2 separate regions of the Anas platyrhynchos genome follow, and region 1 is linked to region 2. Evidence: chromatin contacts called from public Hi-C data. All regions are on one chromosome and are shown on one strand. The core of a region is the stretch at or near the end of the contact, and the rest is flanking DNA. Distances in the headings are between cores, read along the strand shown. Region 1 holds the start of FBXO9 (F-box protein 9). Region 2 has its middle 35 kb from the start of GCLC.

Region 1 (2,700 bases), core at 77-2,576, 120 kb after region 2:
CATTGCTGCTGCACAGCTAACTGGACCGGAAAATTTTTCTCTATTAGCAGCCTTTCTGCTCTTTATTTGATCGGTGAAATCCCCATGGTTTTGCTAGTACAAACACATAAACACACCAGTAGAGTAGGCATCACCACTGGCAGGCAGCTCCTGAGATCGTACCCGGGGCAGGTTTTGACTTGTAAAAACTGGCTCCTTCCCTGCATTCTGGAAACATACTTCAGCTGCAATTACAGCTTCTCAGGTTCACAGGATCCTGCACTGTTACTGCTCAGGAGTTTAAAGGAATCAGGGCTGTTTGTCTCTATGCTATTGGCCTTCCTGGTGCTACAAGTCAGCCGTCCTACCTACCAGCGACTCTATCCTGCTTACAAAGTGAGCCATCCCCAGCGCAGGCTGAGCAGCTCGAGCGATTTTTCCGTGAGAAAAGTGGCAGCAAATCACCCAAAAGGTCAACAGGGAGACAGCAAGCACCAGAGCCAGCCTGCGACCTGCGGAAAGAAGTCTGCTGAGTCGATTTGGTTCCGATCTGTTCGCAAAGCTTTGGAAAACATTTGCCAAATGCAAACACCAGCTTATGCGTGTGGTTCTGCTTTTACTATTTTGCAATCAACAATTGCGTGCTGCTCTCCCCCGAGCACAACAGCCACCTCCTAGGGGGCTCGGCACTGCAGGGTAGCAAAATAAAGGCAGGAAAAAGAGTTCGAGGCCGGAGAGGGCTGGGAATTGGCGAATAAGCGGGGATGACACTGCAAAACTGCGACCGATGGCAAAGGCTCTTACTGAACTGTAGGGAAACGAGGAGTAGCTCACGGTTACGCCTATGTGCTTGGAGTGACATTATGCCAGAAAATCGGTGTTTTAGCTGGGCGGTGAGTTCTGAGGGACATAAAGGGCTCGGGTGTGCACTGACCCGGCGGTGCTGCCGGCAGAGCCGCCCTGACCCAGCCTCCTCAGACCCCAAACCCCCCAGGAGCGGGGTGCCGGCCCCCAAATCCCCTCAGGGGCTCCGCCTGACGGGGCGCAGCCCCCGCTTCCCCCCCCCCCCCGCCACCCACTGCCCCCTCTCACCATGCTGCCGGCCCTCGGGCGGCTCCGTCCCGTGCCGGGGCTCCGTGCCCCCTTCCCCTCGTCCCGCCGGGTCCCCGCGGGGGGCACTTAGCAGAGTTCTCGGTCGGAGAAGCGCACCACGCAGCGGGAGTCGCGGCGGGCCCTGCGGACGGCAGCCATCTTGCCCGGCGGTGAGGGGCCGGCGGAGCGGCGGCGGCGGCGGGGAGACGCGGCCACACCGACACCGGCACCGCCACAGCGCCACAGCGCCGCCCGCCGCGCGGGCCGCTCTGAGGAGACCGCGCCGCCGCCGCGCTGGGGACTACGAGTCCCAGCGCGCACCGCGGCCCCGCCGCCCTGCTCCCGCACGGAGGGCCGCGGCGCGGAGCTTGCTGGGAAGTGTAGTCCGGAGGCAGCGCCGCGTCCCCGCTGGGCGGCGCCATTTTCTCGGCCAGCGGCCCGGGACCGGGGCCGGGCCCGGCTCCCGCCCGAGGCCGCCGCGGCCCAGCGCCTGCTGCTGCTGCCGGCCGGCAGCGGGGGCCCTGCCCTGCCCCGAGGCCCTTCCCGGGCGGTGGGTGAGTGGGCCGGGCTCGTTAGCGGCTGGCTGAGGGCGGGGAGGGGACTGAAGGCGGTGGTGCCCCCGCCTCAGCGAGGAGGTTTGGCGCGGGGGGTGTACGTGGCGTGCTCGGTGAGGTGCTCCAAAAACGGGTGGGAATCGGGTTTTAAACGTGCCTAACAGCCTTTGTTTTCTTCAGGAAAACACCGCCGGTGTGAGCTTACACGTGAGCCGTTAGTCCTCACCCATGAGGAGCCGTGAGGGATGCGCGTGTGGAGCGGGCAGGCAGGTGAGAGCCCAGGCCGGGCGCTGCTGGCAGGTAACGGGGAGGCGCCATGAGGGAGGGGGCACAGCGCTCAGACCCGCTGAACCCGTGGGGAAGAGAGCAAGAAGTGCCCCGGCTGCCTGCAGGCACGCCCGTGGGGTTGGTGCTCTGGAGCAGCAGGGGCAGTGCTCGCTTTTGGAGCAGACTGGCTGAGGTTTTGGGATCCTCGGTACCACTACAGCGGGTTGGCTGTAACGGGGCTTGTAGCCTGGGGCTGCAGGCAGAGCTGTCAGGCTTTTCTCCTGGCTGGGTGTGTCTCTGTGCATCGGGGAGTGAGGGAAGCCTGCCTCCAACAACAGCAAAGCAGGGTGCTCTGTCACGGGGTTGGACACAAATACACATTTATGCTTATGCGATGTAACAGCGATGACTTAAAGCAGAAATCTCTTTTGAGTAAGTACACCCAGCTCCAGCTGGCTTCACTGAGCGTCATGCATGCCTATAGAAGGAGATTTAACTCCTTTCTATTCTTTTTAGATATTATTTTAATTTAAGCAATGTAACTGCTCTGAAGATCAGCCTCTATGTAGCTGCGTGGTCTGGGCATCCAGACCTTTCAGGCTTTTTAAACAAACCTCCTCTTAAATGAGTGCACTTCACTGCAGGACTCCCTGGCACAACAGACTGCCCAGGGGAGGAGCTGCATGTGCCATGCTCCTGAGCTCCAAGCCCAGCTCACTTTGTTTTGTAAACCCCAAGCCCTGGGGAAATAACATAGTGATGTACTTTTAAAACCCAAATGAAGGAGGGTGAAAAGCAGGTAGGACAG
Region 2 (2,700 bases), core at 97-2,596:
GTCCATGTGTATCTATCTATTAATTTGGCCCTTCAATTTAATCAAAGCTCTTCCAAAATCTACCCATTGCATACACCTAGAGGGAAATCTGTAGTCATCCTGACAGTGAGAAGGCAAAAATGACTGCGGTGCAGCAAAGGGAGGGAAAGGACCAGGGACAAGCTGCTAACAGGCATGCTCATGTGTGATGGCTCCTGATCGCTGGCTTCCAAGAGTTTGTTTTTTGGCTAGAAAAATGTTAGTTTATAAATATTGAAGCAACAGCAACTGCTCTTTCTCTGGAGGGAGTCCAAGCTCCTATTAACTGCAATTAGATTAAAAGGAAAGCAGGTTGTTATGAGGATGACAGCACAGATTTTGATGAAGGCATCCCAAATAGCACCTTGTCCAAGTGCATAGCAAGGGGTTGTGTTTTGTATGTTGCTCTTGCCCTGGGAGGGTGCAAATTTTAGTTTTCTTTGTCCTGCACAAAAAGTAAAATTTGTGTCTAATACCTGTTGATAAATTAAGTGTTCGTTGGTTGTGTGTTTCCTGCAATGGTCAGACACTTTTGAGAGCCCTTGTGTTGCTAGAGGCCAGTAATGACATGATTAAATAAAGACGCTGCCAGGCTCGCAGCTCTGCCAGCCCCACTTTCTGCTGCTCAGAGGTGCAAAGTGACCTGAGAGCAGCAGGGAACTCACGGCCAAGCTCTCCCTTTTTCACAGGGAGAGCCCGTGATGACACAGAGCCGCCTGAAGAGGCTCTGGGAATTTATTTAAGGAGGAGAGGTCATGTGCAGAAAAAGAGGCTGGGGGTGGTAGGGAACAAAGCGTGAAGGAGTGAAGCCGAAGAGTCTGAAACCGCCTGCTCCTTCCCATGCTTTGCTTCCCCACGCAGCAGCAGCTGTGCCAGGATGACCTCCGGCTCCCCGGCATTTTTCAGCTCAGTTTATTCCTTCCCTTACACCACTTACGAGGCTGGGCTCCACGCTTCCCAGTCCTTTCCCATGGAAGCACGCACACGCAGGGCCGGACGCCTCACCCCCCCGCCCCGGTTTACTCACGACATGGGCATCCAGGGGCCGGGAGCTCCGAGTGTTTCTCTTGGCCGTGTAAGGCACTGCGACTCCGTGCCCAGAGCCCGTCGTGCAGCTGCCTGATGGAAACCAGGGCGCTGTGCCAGCAAAACCTCCGCACCGCCAGCACCCCGCGGCCTGCCCGGCTCGTACTCAGCCCCCTGGCACCAGCTCGAGAGCCTCCGAATCGAAGCAGCGCGGAAAGGGATGTTACTGGGGGGAGGCCAGGCCTGGGTTGGGTGACTGGGAGATGTGGCTGCGTGTCCCAGATGTAAACCAGGCTACCAAGCTCCCCGGCCTCTAATTCATCCCAGGGTGAACGACAGAGATGCACTTTCAACTCTGACGGGGTCCTTAAGTTGTGACAGTATTAAAAGTGTTGGCAAAGCAAAAAATCCCCCAAACAAGCCACAGTCCTCGCTGGGGTCTGCTCACGACATGAGGAGGGATGAGGTTAGGAAAAGCTCACTGCTAAGCCCAGGGCCAGCCCTAGGTGGCCTCCTAAGTTCAGAGGCAACGCGGTGAGCTGGGAGAGAACATAACTGTCCTGGGAGGAATAAGGAGAAAAACTTCAGGATTTCAGCTCCAAATCCTCTCTGGATTTTGTCCCCAAGCATCTGCCCCCGGTCCAAGTCCCAGCCCATGCCGTCCATGCACATCCCGTCATGTCCTGGCGTGAGCTCAGGGAGCTCAGCAAGCAGCTCCGGCCGCTTCCCAGCCCTCTCGTGCAGCTCTCCTGGGGGCTGCAAGAAGGGCAGCCCGTCCCTTCCAGGGGTTTAGTGCAGCTGATTGCATTGCTGAGAGCAAAACTGTCCCCTCTGAGTCAGGCTGCGGAGCTGCCAAGTGCTCCCGGCCGTGGCACACCCAGCTCAGCTCTGCGGGGTGAACCCGGGAGCTCTGCTTTCAGGCGTAAAGTAGGGAGGTGTTGCTCTTGAAATGTTCGCTTCTGGACAGCAAACGTCACTTTAGAGATAAATAAATAAATAGAAACAACTCTGTCTACTGCAGCTCAGAGAATTACTAACTAACATTTTGCAGATTTTTGTCTTTTCCCCTTTATTTACGGCCAGCCCGACTGGCACAGGTCCCACTGCTTTTGCTGGGCAAGGGCTGGGGCTGGTTTTGGAGTAGCCGTGGGGAAACCCACAGCAGTCTCTGAGGCAGCTCTGATGGGGAGAGCAAGTGCTGGGCTCCCGACCCCGGACACATCCCCACCGTGCTGCTGCTCGCACCGGGAGCATCTCAGCGATGTGAAAGGCAGAGTGCGGGTAGGGCAAGGCAGGGCAGGAGGGATTTTTGCGAAGCATCCACAATATCCTGGGAACTTGTTCTGACTTCCCACTTTCCTGTCATCCAGGCACGCGTGGTATCATCAGTATGTGCCTGTTTCCTCTCAGGCTGTGGGGATATGAAGGTGTGGCATGCCTGGGAGAGATGGCAGTCCTGCTGCATCCCTTGGGCTGCGATTCCAGCTTCCAGCAGCACGGCGTGTTTGGCCTTGCCATGAGCTGATGCAACGCGGTGCTTGCCCTGAAGCCGAACCCAGCACTAGAATAAGACATTATTCCTCAACCTGCCTTGGAAAAGCAAAATCCACACTACAGAAAGGAAACTTGAAGGACTCAAGCTGTGTACCAGAGTAT

Evidence for each region. Hi-C and Micro-C count contacts between places; a contact is called where the count stands out from the background.
Region 1: a contact with region 2 is called in a Hi-C map of subcutaneous adipose tissue, with 2.5 times the contacts expected there. The contact joins the promoter of FBXO9 here to the enhancer-like site in region 2. A contact is called at or near these places in 3 of 8 Hi-C or Micro-C datasets (liver, skeletal muscle and subcutaneous adipose tissue).

The regions. Positions count from the first base shown.
Region 1 is chr3:96,291,319-96,294,018 of IASCAAS_PekinDuck_T2T, forward strand. FBXO9 (F-box protein 9) reads right to left here and starts at 1,327. Exons shown (of 13, transcript XM_072036371.1): 1 at 1,072-1,327. The coding sequence starts at 1,074. CILK1 (ciliogenesis associated kinase 1) reads left to right here and starts at 1,478. Exons shown (of 15, transcript XM_072036370.1): 1 at 1,478-1,625; 2 at 1,806-1,925.
Region 2 is chr3:96,168,580-96,171,279 of IASCAAS_PekinDuck_T2T, forward strand. No RefSeq gene overlaps it. Among named protein-coding and RNA genes, the nearest start is that of GCLC, 35 kb to the left of the region's middle. Within about 2 kb of position 1,347, at least 2 of the 8 cell types and tissues checked have an H3K27ac peak or open chromatin away from gene starts, as enhancers often do. A contact at or near this core is called in subcutaneous adipose tissue, where this site is marked.